Linked DNA regions of Columba livia: region 2 is linked to region 1. A link is a contact called in public Hi-C data. All regions are on one chromosome and are shown on one strand. The core of a region is the stretch at or near the end of the contact, and the rest is flanking DNA. Distances in the headings are between cores, read along the strand shown. Region 1 overlaps LOC110361895 (a long non-coding RNA gene). Region 2 overlaps SLC22A23 (solute carrier family 22 member 23).

What was found. Hi-C and Micro-C count contacts between places; a contact is called where the count stands out from the background.
Region 2: a Hi-C map of crop shows a contact between it and region 1, with 2.3 times the contacts expected there. The contact joins two enhancer-like sites. A contact is called at or near these places in 2 of 2 Hi-C or Micro-C datasets (crop and liver).

Annotation. Positions count from the first base shown.
Region 1 is chr2:73,405,695-73,412,058 of bColLiv1.pat.W.v2, forward strand. All of the region lies in intron 1 of LOC110361895 (a long non-coding RNA gene), which reads left to right. Among named protein-coding and RNA genes, the nearest start is that of SLC22A23, 48 kb to the right of the region's middle. Within about 2 kb of position 3,242, at least 1 of the 3 cell types and tissues checked has an H3K27ac peak away from gene starts, as active enhancers do.
Region 2 is chr2:73,562,492-73,568,917 of bColLiv1.pat.W.v2, forward strand. SLC22A23 (solute carrier family 22 member 23) reads left to right here. Exons shown (of 10, transcript XM_065052507.1): 8 at 770-802; 9 at 2,626-2,749. Among named protein-coding and RNA genes, the nearest start is that of PSMG4, 16 kb to the right of the region's middle. Within about 2 kb of position 4,815, at least 3 of the 3 cell types and tissues checked have an H3K27ac peak away from gene starts, as active enhancers do.

The DNA of each region.
Region 1 (6,364 bases), core at 1,992-4,491:
TTTGTAGCATCTATGGAGATGGTAGCTCAGATAGCATTCCTTAGGCATCCAGATGCATGGGGTTCAAAACATCATCTTGAATATTGATGGTAAAGAGAACACCTGTTCACTAACTCATGCAATTATAAACAAGGTGTGGTTTAATGGGCACAAAACCATCTGTTTGCAAAGAGAAACCAACCTCCTCAACCAGATGCAAGCACTTAGGGTGGGCTCTGCTAAGCCTGGCCTGTGTACCAGTCCCAGATGTGGTCTGTCTGCACTCAGCACAACATGGGAAGACCCAAAGTATGGCTCCATGGGCCTGAGTCCTGCACCTCAGGCTTGCACTTCACAACACTGCCTGTGTGCCTGAATCTGAGCTTGCTGTTTCCTCAGCCAGCACAAAATCCCATAAACTCTTTAGATCATGAGACACCTCTATCATGCAGTGATCAGCACTATCTGGCACTTTTGATAGCCCCTTTAGCAGAGAGATCAGTGATGGATTGGGCAGAAAGATTAATTTCTCTTGGGTCAGGGAATGAATAAGTGAGAACCTGGGTAGTTCATCTTCATTCTGCCTGTGTTGTAGGGGTTTGAGGAATTTTGATCTTTTGTTTTTCTTTTGGTGCTTGTGTTGTTTATTTGTGGGATGTGTGTGTGTGTGTTTTGTTTTTCAGTTAAACCATCTGCATGAGCAGTATTAACTTCAGTGCAGTAAGTGAAAAATACCTTACTTATCACCCTAGTCTGTTGGCCTGGACCTTTTTCCTAACTTAACAGAAGACAGGGTGGGCATTAGTTTTTGAGGAGTTAGTGTAGAAGGTGGGAAGCAGTATGATGTACTCTCAGTTCACCCTCAGCAAATTCACTGAGCTGTGTACACATTGCACAGACAGAGACTGTTTGTTCAAGAAAGGCATCAGGCTACGCTAATTCTCATCACAGAAGCAAGCTCATTAAGAGCTTGCAAGCCTCAAAGGATAGTCCTTTATCTTCTTACTTTAATTATGAAATCCATGAGAAATACAAAGCAATCCCTGGCTACAAAACACCAGCAACATCTTGTATTTTAAGTGGAAATGCCCTCGATTTTTCTCCTATATGACTGGTGGTACAGCAAAGTTAATAATCTTAAGTGGTATTTATCATTGCATGTAAAAAAGAAATGTAATGACATCCTATTTATATCAAGAAAGGCTTTGTGCATGTGTCACCTCTATGTTTTGACATAGCTATCTCTCAAATATCTTCTGATAGACGTTTCTGCCAATCATTATGAGGCAGTAGGAGTAAAATCTGCTAGGACATTTAACATTCAATATTGAGTATTTTGGTTTGACTTGGGTTTGTGGCTTAGTGCTCCAAACTGTACTTAGCTAGGCTGGTTTAGGAGAGTTTTAGCTTGCAGAGAAAAGGTTGTGCTACAGTCAGATTCTTACAGTTGTCTATTATCATAGCTCAGAGATCCACAACCACACGTGGAGTGCTTACATTTGCAGTCTGCTTGAACCAGACACAATAAGAAAATACTAAAACTGAGTGAAAAATGGTGCAGAAGGACAAGATTAAAAGCGATGAGGAAAACAGGGTGAGGTGCATGGCTTTGCACCCCTGCAGGTGTAAGGAACATTTAATGAAGAACTGTTGTTTTTACATAACTGAGGACCTGGCACCTGACCCCAGCATGGGGGAATGACCAAGAGATACCAGACTATGAATCCTTAATGTAAAACACAGTCTTTTCCTGGAATATATACTGATACCTGCATACACACTGATACCTGCATTTACAAGTTAATTTAGGGGAAGTACAGCCAGAGTACCAGGCATCCATATCTTAAAGAGACTGATAAGGGAAAGTGTATTGTATGCACCAGGGTAGTCTGTAAATCCTGAAGTACCCAACCAATGGGGAACAGAGGAGAGAAATTGCAGCCAGGATTTTGGCGGTGATATATGCAGGGGCTTTTTGCCCTATTAGGTGTGCCTACCTTTAGGTAGAACTCCTGGTCTTGCAAAATCATTATTAAAATACACTTTGCTGAGAGATCCTGCCTGGGCCTATTATATTTGCAAAATAATTGTTTCCTACACAGGTATGTGTACTTCGTGAGTCATCTCATGGAGTCCTCTTGGCTAATCTTATTGATCCCACCATGATTCAGGGGATAGGAATGAGGATGCAGATGCAGACAGCCAGCACAAGCCCCTTGTGGCTCATGAGCAGTTGTGTTTCCAAATTGCCAAAGCAGAAATCTGGAAGGAAAGACCTACATCTGCCTTTAGTCCTTTGTCCCAGCTTCTAACCCAGGGAGCATAAATGAGGACAGGAGCTGATTGTACTTAGCAGATCCCAACACACAGGGGAAACAGCAGATGGGAAGGAACGGTGGCACTGATATCCAAGATCCAAAAGATAGTTCCCATCATAGCGATTTTTAGGATAGGTCACACTTTTGTTTTTTCTTTCCTACTGTGACAATTCCTCCCAGTGACATCTCTTGTGATAAGAAATGTATATTGGTGGATAAAGGTGATAATCTGCTTTTCAGGTTCTGTAAATAATTTTAAGAATAGCAATATTTTATGCTTATGCAGAAACTTCTATCTCAGAATGCAACTGATCTCGCTGTGGTACAAGCATTGTATTTGAAATATAATAACCATCACACAGATGGGGAAATGACAGTAAACTCAATGTCACACAAAGTTTATCCATTGCAGTTGGGAATAAAACATGAGTTTTAGTCCTTGTTTCACAAAACAAGATCCTCCTCAACAAGAAATCTTTTTGTGTGATGTTGACTCATAACTTTTGTACACACCAGTAACTGTGGTGTACATAGTGGGTTTTTTTATAGAGGAGATTGTCTCAACTGATGAAGAAGTTATGACTCTGTATCAGATGCACTTTACCCTGACATAATTTTCTCATTACTAGTCTGCTTTGTCCCAACTTCCATTCCTATCACACTTCAGGGTTTTTTAAGGTTTTATAGGAAGAAATGTTATCTGCCCTGAAAGGAAAAGAAAGAAATTAAAGCAAAACTCCTCAGTGTATATCATCTTAATTATCCTACCCAGTACGCAAGTAGAGTGGTCATTTTGAAGTAAGGTATCTCTGTCTTTTCCTGATTCTTTTTTTTTTAATTATTTTTTTATTATTATTTTCAATGGCAGTTAAGGTGAAAGCTTTTTATATTGTTTCTCTGTGCAGCTGCTTAAAGCTGTGCAAAGTAAGTATATACTAAAAAAAAAAATCCTTCTATTTCACCTTGATAAAAAGGACCTCACAAGGTGTTGAATGATACAGAATTTTTTGTCTCTCCTTGCTGTGTCTATCAGTGTGGAAGACCGAACACATTGGCATTCAGCTGTGTCAAAAGCAAAGCTCCATGATGCACTCTGTTTCTGTGAATACTGATCCTTTGTTGCAAGGCTCTCTGTATGCATCATCAGTCACTTGACATCCTGTGTACCCTAGAAACCTAGAAACAGCAGCATCAATGCTAATTTGTTTATGTATTTTGAGGAACTTCATTTATGGTTTGACTTTGGTCATATTACTTCACAAATTAACTTTCAAGCGCCTGACTGGACAGTGTAATTGGAGACCAGCCAGACTGCCTGTGGCCTTACCATTTTTTCCTCCTTGTTTCCCATTCTAATGACTCAACTCACTCACCACACTAAGACCTCCATAGTATTCATGACCTCCCCGAGGCCTATTAAAGTTATTCATAGTTATGACTGACTGAGACCAAAGGCTGTTCACGATGCATGAGTACAGCTAAGCTGCTTTAGCTATAGGCTTAATCCAGTAGGTGGAGCAGCTGCCTGATACTGTGGAAACACCTGGTATCTTTGTTCTGGGTAGTGTGATTCTGGTGGCCTGGGGCACCTGGTAGTTATTAGCTGAAATGTGGTCATTGTTATTTGCTAGCATCCACAGGCAGGAGAGGAAGCTCTGCTCCACTAGATGCTTTGTTGAAGTTCTACTTTTTCCTGCTCTTGTGTGCTCCTGTTAAATTAGATCCCAACTCCAGAGTTTGTCATATGCTCTTAGAGCCAGCAAGGCAGATGGGGAACTCTGCTACAGATGGTATAAATCTAGTATGTCATCTGACACTGATTTGACTGATGGAAACTGATCTGAGATCAAGGCTGCTGTGGGGCTTAAGAGAAACAGGCACTACCTGCTCATGTTCTATAATTATCAGTGACTATCCTTGTGACTAAAAGATAGCCTGATGCACCTTGCAGATTTAAGGACCTCAAGTTAATAACTGTGACACATGAAGATGCCCCTTGCCTTGCATGTAAACTGTTCCACATTGTCCTGTGGGAATGGGAACACAAGGACAACTTACCATTCCCAAAGCTTTGTGGACTCCTACTACAACATTTCCCCTACTCTGTTCTGGATCAGTTTTCTGTCTCATCTGTTAGTTGGGCTGTCTGTTGGGTTGGTTTTTTTGTTTGTTTGTTTGTTTGTTTTTTCTGTTGTTAACCTTCTTCTATGGTGCCCTGTTCTATTGACTGGGTAAAGTGCTGCTAAACTTATTTCTGTCTTGACATTGCAACATGTACTTCAGAACGATAACTTCAGAGAAAACATGGTGTGACAGGCCCTCGTCCTAATACTGTTTAAACTTGTACTTCTTCAGGAAGTCAAAGAAAAGCAGATAATGATGGCATCTGTATTCTGACTATAAATCTGTGTCTCTGAATGCAAAAACTGTAGTTGTCCTTAATATGTCAGCTATTGTGTCATGTCAGTGCTACTCCAGGCAGGTGGACCGCACCTTCACATGGGGTGCAAAAGTGATGCCTTTTTATCTTCTCAAGCGCCAGTCATGGAGCCCAAAGAGAACTTGCGGGCAGTTCAGGTGTTACAAAAGCAATATATACTGCCTTTCTGCAGAGGGTCAATCTTGAATTGCCCTCTGAGGTCTTGCCTGCTCATGCTATTTAGAGCTGTTCCATTGACGTGTGGATTTGTTACCCAGACAATAACACTATGCAAAGTGGCAACTTTTTTTTTTTATATATGATACTTTAATATTGGCAGAAGACCCTGTAGCAGTCACTTTTTGTCAGTTTGGCTTTGTGGTGTTTTGTCAGCAGCAGAACAAAGGTGAGTTCTACCAGTAAAATCTCTGTTGCTGCATGTATTGTAGGAGCTGTAAGTTGTAACTTACCAATCTAGTTATATCTATATCCAACAACTGATTAGTGGTAAATCTCCTGCTAGCCTGGAAACTTCTTCTGGTAAACTCTTGGACCCATTTCTCACTTCTATTTTCTTGCTGTGACTCAGAGGGAATCTGGCCCGTTGTGATTAATTCTTCAGTTAAAGCCTAGGTGCCCTTGCTTTAATTTTTTTTGCTTCTAAGACATCTTCTCATGTTGCAATATTAAATATCTAAATCCCTCAGGGATTCATTAGCAATAAGTGATACAGGATGTAGTTTGAGAGCTGGGAAAGAGATCTTTACTGATAATACGCAGAGACCATGTTTGAGGCAAGAGGCCAGTATGTGGTGGAGCCCCAGCCTCCTACTTTGCATTTCTGAACATCAAGCTAATTTTTTCCTAAAATACTTTTCATTTTTTTGTGCTATAGCTGTGACTTGTCTTGGTTGGCAGTAATAGAGAGTGAGAAGTCTCCTTTAAATTCTTATATTCAAAACTCTTTTTAGGCTTCATATAATAGGAATAACTTCTTAAAAAGACTAAAACTGAAGGTTATGTTTGAATCAGGTATCCTTTCCTGGTTATGTAGCTTCCTGTTGTTCTGGTAATATTTAAAAAAAAAAAAAAAAGCACATAATACTTCCATAGTACTTTTAATTTCTTGGCTTTCTAATTAGCTGCCTTCTTTACACTTCACAAAGGAAATGTATCATTTGTGGATAAATCAGTACTGTTTCTCTCTAACACTTTAAAAGTTAAGCTTGGATATGATGTCAGTACAGGTAGTAGTAGAAACCAGTCTCTGCTTTTTTTTTTTTTAATAAATTATTTTTTTAATCAAGTATTGTCTAAAATGCAGAGTCCAATTAAATCCAGGGGACCCCTGATGGGGACAAAATAGGACTGGGGGTTCCCCTCTGCTGGAACCTGTTCTGCCTCTTCGCATCTCTATTCACTGCTTCTCTTTTCTGAACAGCAAAGGTGCCACTTAGTGCCAGCTGTGGCTTGATGTTATGGAAACTGATCTAGGGAGAATCAAATGTAGACTAAACTGCCATCAGGCAATAATGAGCCAGCCCACTCATGCAAAGATGGTGTTTGTGAGATTGCACCCGTAACCAGACATGCATGTTCCTCCTAGTCCTTTTGTGTAGGTTCTCTCTAAATACAGCTTTTCTCTTTG
Region 2 (6,426 bases), core at 3,565-6,064, 160 kb after region 1:
CAGCCTCCTGCATGTTTTAGTTTAGCATAATTTGGGTGCAATTAGCAAATACAGTCAGAATTTGAGAAGGAAAGGGAGCAAGGGAGAGGGGTATTCTCCATCAGCAGCCTTGCTGTGTTTGGCCCTTCCTCCAGACACCAGGGTGTCACTGGGAATGTTGCAGGAGCCTGGTGGGAGAGCACCAGCAGAACTGCACCCAGCTCCTGCCACTGCCCTTCTCCTTGCTGCCCAGTACTGCCATGCACCCCTTTGCAGTTAGGATGCATGGCAGCTGGTGGTTAGTGTGACATGTGGACCACCAGCTCAGGGTTTTGGTGAGGAAGAGGATTTCCATCTGTGCAAGGTTGCTGATGCCCAGAGTTTTGCTCTCAAACTAAAGCTCTGTTGGCCACTCCCTTGGGGCTGCAGCAGGAGTGCAGCTTCTTTTCTCCCCCTTCATTAACAACAAAGAGGCCTTTGTGTTAATCCCAGTGGTAGTTCTGGGGCTCTTAAAAATGCTTTATCACTGTCTCATTAGAATGCTGTCCTCCAGCTGAAAGGGGCCTGAAAACATGGGTCCTATTTGGTGGCCATGGGAAGATGTGGCAGTCATGACATGGGAAAGGAGAAGTATATAGGGGGCTGCAGGGTATGTGGGATTTACCTTTTTTTCTTTTTTAATTTCTTTTTCCTTTGGATAAATTGCATATGTAATAACAGTGTGTTTTTATTTTCTCTCCCTTTCTCTCTTATTTTTATCTCACTCTAACTTCTGTGATCTTGGATTCAGTGATTGGAAAATACAGTCAACTTCCAGACTCAGGTATGGTTTACAGATAGGTCTGCATCAAGCCCAAAGCACTCCTCTGGGAGTGGGTGCATGCAAAAGGCTGGGGCCAAAGCCCCCAGAGCAGAGTTGCCACTGCAGAGGGGTGCGGGGGGAAAGCCCCCTTCTATGCAATGCCTGGGGACCGGGCTCATAGTCAGGCCTGTTTGTTTAGTTGCAGTGTCTCAGTGTAGCATCTCCTCCTTATAGTCTGACTTGCCTCTGCCTGTCAGGAGAGGGTGTGGAGGTCCCCTGAAGTTTATTTTTAGATATAGGCCAGTGCTTTCTCCAAAAGTCTCATTCTCAGAAGCAACGTTGCCACTTTTCCGTAAAGGTCTGAGATGCTAAAGTCTCTTCTGATAAGGAGAGTTAGGCACCTTAGAAAATACTTCCCCAGGCACCTTATCCCAGCCTGAAGTACTGTAATAACAATGCAGTGACAGGCTACAAGGGAAGAAAGTTTACTCTTCTATATTTGATATAACAGACCTGTCCTTGCCCAGCTTTTCCAAGGTTGGTTCTGCTGAGCAGTCACAACTTCTGTGAGGTCAGTGATGCAGCCTCACCGCCTATGCAAGAGTTGCCAGGGAGCCCCAGACATCTGTAGTTTGCAAGGTGCTGTGCTCCCATCCCTACATGCTGGCAACATTTGCTCTCTGCTTCAGACTTGGGTTGCATTGTAGAAAGGGCTTAGACCTGAACTGGCTGTAGAACATCTGTGGTAGTTGTAACCTAAAAGCCCATGAATACCTCTTGCTCTCCTGACAGCAGATACATTCAGCAAGAATAAAAACAGGTGTCACTTTTCATTGTATCCAATTCAGAGAGTCCACCTGCTTGGGACTGTATGCTGATGAGCAGCACATTCTCCAGGCAGATCTTGGGACTTGGCCGCAGGAAGGTGGGGGAGGTTCGCTGCAAAGCTCCCGTCATTTCCCCAGCATTCCTATCAGGCACAATGTGTTCCCTTCATATGGCACAATAGTCTCTGCAAACACCACAACCTTCTCACTGGCCTGGAAGGACCACGTGAGCTTGTGCAACCCTGGATCAGATACCCTGCCCCTGCCTGCAAAAGGTGGTGAGCAGGGATCAAGCAAGGGATATTTCATAGTTGTGGCCAGGAGACAATTTCCTTTAGCTTTGTTTAGATTTACAGGGGTTTATCCCCATGCTTAATAGATACTCTTTACTCTCTGATACCTTGCTGCCATCCAGCTGTGAAGTGATAAACAGCCTTGCTGGGCATGGTGACCTAGGGGAGTGCTTCACTGTCCCCCCCGTCATCAGCTTTTCTCACCCAGAGTTGTCAGGCAAAGGCTGTCAAGCTGGGGGTTATGACAGAGGCTGCAGACTGGTCACATGCAGGGACTTAGCACAGAGATGGGAGAACTTTTTTCTTTCACTTCTAGTCCTGTGAGCCTCTCCAGTGCCAAAGCCACCAAGTTGTATCACATGTTTGGCAACTTGATGAACACTGCCTGCCTCCACTTGCCTGTCATATGTGGGAGGGAAGTGGCTGGTGCCTAAAAGGCTGCCCAAATATGTGTTTTTTCTTGGGTTTTACCTTTTTGTGGTGGCTGGGCATAAATAATTCAGAGAACACTGTCATTTTTGGCGTGGCATTATGGTTTTTTTCACATATGTTTGTGTCTCACGTGCTTGAGGAATGGGCTTTATAAATACCAGTTTAAAATTAGCATTACAAAAATGACTCATTCTTTTCTAGGGAGAATGAGTAACATAAACGTGTTTTCTTGTTTTCTTCCTTGGAAGTCTGGCCTCATTTGCACTTCTTATGAACACACTTGTCTTGACAGGTATGAGTGACAGCGTCAAAGACAAATTCTCTACTGCATTTTCCATCGTGGGTATGTTTTCTTCGCATGCTGTTGGAAGCCTCAGTGTGTTCTTCTGTGCTGAAATCACGCCCACAGTAATCAGGTGAGACATTGGAGCCCCCCGCTTCAAAAGATGGGGAATAAATTCTTATTTGGTTGATAACTGGCTGTGTAACAACACATTGTACAGGATGGGAAATCCCCCACAAATTGAGACCTCACAGCAATTTTCAGGCCACTCTTAAATTTAACGTCCTTGCAGTCAGTCTCTCTCAGTAACTGCATGTCTGTGGCAGAGAGGCTTTGTTTCCAATGGCTCCACCTTGTGTCCCATCGTGCTGCTCATCAGCAGGGCAGGCATCGTATGAAATGCATTTGTTTGCAGTGCGGTATGGTCTTAACTGCTTAGCTGAACCAGATTGTGGGGTTGAACTGTGTTATTGCTTCGCTTACTCTGCTGGATTTGTACCAGCAGTGACCATGTGAGTCTCTGGCTTCGTACGCAAAGAAAAATTCCATGAGTGTGCAGAGGAGGGCATAGGTGCAGGCAATTCCTTCCTCTATAGGGCAGGTTAATGGGGCGAACTTTAGGGGTGCTATGGAAAGGAGGCGCTGCAACATGTAGTGGTAAATGCTTTTGGTGTGTATAGGTGCCCTGAGAGTCTGCAACCCTGCCTCTCCTACAACACCAATGTGAGGGGTCTGCCTTTATTGCAGATAGAGTCATCTTTCTCTTTGCACCCATATCTGCCTTAACAGAGGCTCAAGGTTTTTCTAAAGAGCAGCACTTTGATCCTGGGCAATAGTAGGAATCAGGCAGGTGATGTTTGCTGGGGAGCTTCCCATAAAATGTCTTTGTATAGTCAGGTTTTTATACCATTTTATGTATTTGCTGTTATCTTTCACAGCACAAAGGTTGTGCTTGTGTGTTCTGGATTATGCTTACAGCAGTGCCACAGCAATTCAGGAGTCTGCCCTGACTCCATGGAATTTCCCAGGAATGTAGGTCATACGGGTGGAAGGGAGAGAGAGTGGAGAAGATATTCTTTTTTTTCTTCCCCCCTCCGAATTATATGCCTTTTCTGTACCTTTGCGAAAGCAACTACCAGCTTGAGCAGCCAGAGTCTCCTTGATCTATGGCCTTTTCTTTCAAGCTGACTTTGTGAATGTATTTTATATATAACATTATTTCCACAGGGAAAGACAGTGTGAGTAGTGAGGAGATTATACAGCAGCCTGAAACACTTAACAGCTATTTACTTATGTGCGTGTCAGTCAATTTGGTGTTTCTATGCATCTTTAGTTTTCTCCTCATCTCTGTTTGAAAGATATATAGATAAGGAATTGGCCACATCAACCAGAAGAAAATCTGCCAAGTAGGGTGAGGTGTGCAGTGTGAACTTAGCAAGCTTTTTTGGAAAACCCCGTTGGAAAACCCCCCAGAGCAGCTGCTGCTGGGCGGAGGTGGGAGGGGAGGAGTGGGGGCTCTCTGTGGGTGCCAGCAGCCCTGGCGCTCCCTCCCTCAGCCCCACTCTGCACCTCGGAGCCTGTTTGAAATACAGACACCAGCCCCCTGCCATGAGAAATCTCATACTGAGGAGCCGTGTCCCGAAGCACCCCATGTGTTTTTTGTTTCCATCTGGTGCCCCATGGCACCTGTGAAAAACACTGTGAATTATGAAGGTGCTGCCTCTCTTGCCTTGTGCTTGTTTTCCTGGTATGCACATGAACAACAAAAAATTCCTGAGAGTATTTCCCGTTATCTGTTTGTTGTTGTTAGTTTGCTTTTGTTTGGTTGGTTTTTTTTTCCATTGTCATATTTGCAGTATAGTCAAACATTAAAAAAATCTTCCAGGATGCACACCAAAACGTATTTTTAACTCTCCTTCTGCCAGGTTTTGGTGGTGCTGGATAAAGTAACGCTTGCTCTAATTACTGACGTCACATGGAAAAACTTTTCTTTTTCCCTCAGAACTGAAGCTGCTTGACCCGTAATGACAGAGGCGTCTTTGTTGTTGCCTTTTCCTGTTTCCTTTCAGCTTGCTTGATACCCTTCTACAGCGGCTTTTAAAACTCACCTCAGGTCCTTCTCGGGGCTTGAGACACAATTTAGCTGTAGCAAACACGGATGTAAATTGAGCCGGGCTTTTGTTGCTCCGGAGCCAGCTTGGAGAGTGATTTGCCGTGTATTTGGGGCTGGTTGTGTCGATTACTTATGTGAGTGTATTAATGAAGTTGCAGGGAGGCCAGTTGCACAATGGCCGCATTCAGCTGGGTTCCTAAATTGCCATCGGAAAGCTGGCAAGTTTTTAATAAGGGCTTTTTGCAGTATTTGGGGAAATCACTGTTGTCTGTGAAAGATGCTCTGCCAGTCGGGAGGATTAAAGTGTACATACATGAATTTTTGATCCAGTCAGTGTCCCAAGAACATTTTTTTAAAATCTGTGCTTGCTGCCCTTTAGCTGTCAGTTAAGCAGCAGTGGATTTTTTAAAGGATTTGGTGAAGATTGGCTTTAACATGGTGGTTGGCTGAGTTAATTTGGTGTTTGAGGGTTTATAGTGCTATATTTTTTAGTATGCTCAACAGTCGATTTTTTTTTTTTTCCCAAGTATTTAATGTAAAGTGGTTCATTTGCCTTCTGTAGTTGTCTTCTGTAACATCCAGTTTTTGTTAATAATTGCATTTCTGCTGCTGGGCCTGGAAAAAAGGCTCCTGAGCCCATCTGGTCACCAGAGGGTTTGGGAATAGATGGCATCTCCCAGAGGAAATGGAGGAATCATGATACCCAGGCAAGCTCGGTGGGGTAGTGGAGATCAGGGTACCAGCAATTAAGCTCATGGTGACACCTCCCTCTGCAGGCGCAGGGCCTTTGGAAAACCAAGGGCAAGCTGCCACTCTCAGAGATGTTGCTAAAATGGGGGCGATGAATTGAGGGTGATGCTGTGGCAGGAGGAGCAAATGGTCTGCCCTGGAGAGGGCCTGGAGAGGCCATGATGAGCAGGAGGGGTTGCTTGCATAGCCAAGCATCAGGAAAGAGCCCTGAATTTGGCTTGCATAAGCAACATTTATGCTTGTGGCTGAGGGGAGATGAAGTTATTTTCACGCTTGCTTTTTTTTTTTTTAAAGCTTTTAATGTGTTTTCTTTTTTTTTCATGTGTGTGCATGTATGATCTCAATATACAAGCACATTGTACTTAATAAATTAGCATTTGTGCCATAAAGAATGTTTTATATAGTTAGCTATTTACAATTTAAGCATTTGACCAATGTTAACCTTGTCATGACCCCTTTCTGTGACGCAAGAATACTCAAGAAGAGTAAGAGAGAATGAAGTGAGGGACCTATCTCAACTTGTGCTGTGAGTTGAGAGAAGGTCTTGGAAATTAATCCCAAGCTCTTGTCATCCTATTCTGACCACTAGTGATTTTAGTGTGTTTTTTTTTTTCTTTTCCTGAAAAAATGCATGTTATTACAACATCAGTGTGTTGAGAGGTTTCATCCACCACAAATTTTTGTGGGGATAATGTTTCAGCACGTGGTGTTTACTATAACGGGTTGAGGCAGTGGCCTGTAAAGTCCTTATCTTCTACTTCTTCTGCCTCCACTGCTGATTGATGCCAGATAGAATCACAGAATAGTTTGGGTTGGAAGGGAACTTCAAAGGCCATCTAGTCCAACCCCCCTGCAGTGAGCAGGGACACCTTCAACTAGATCAGGTTGCTCAGAGCCCCATCCAGCCTGGCCTGGAATGTCTCCAGGGATGGGGCATCTACCACCTC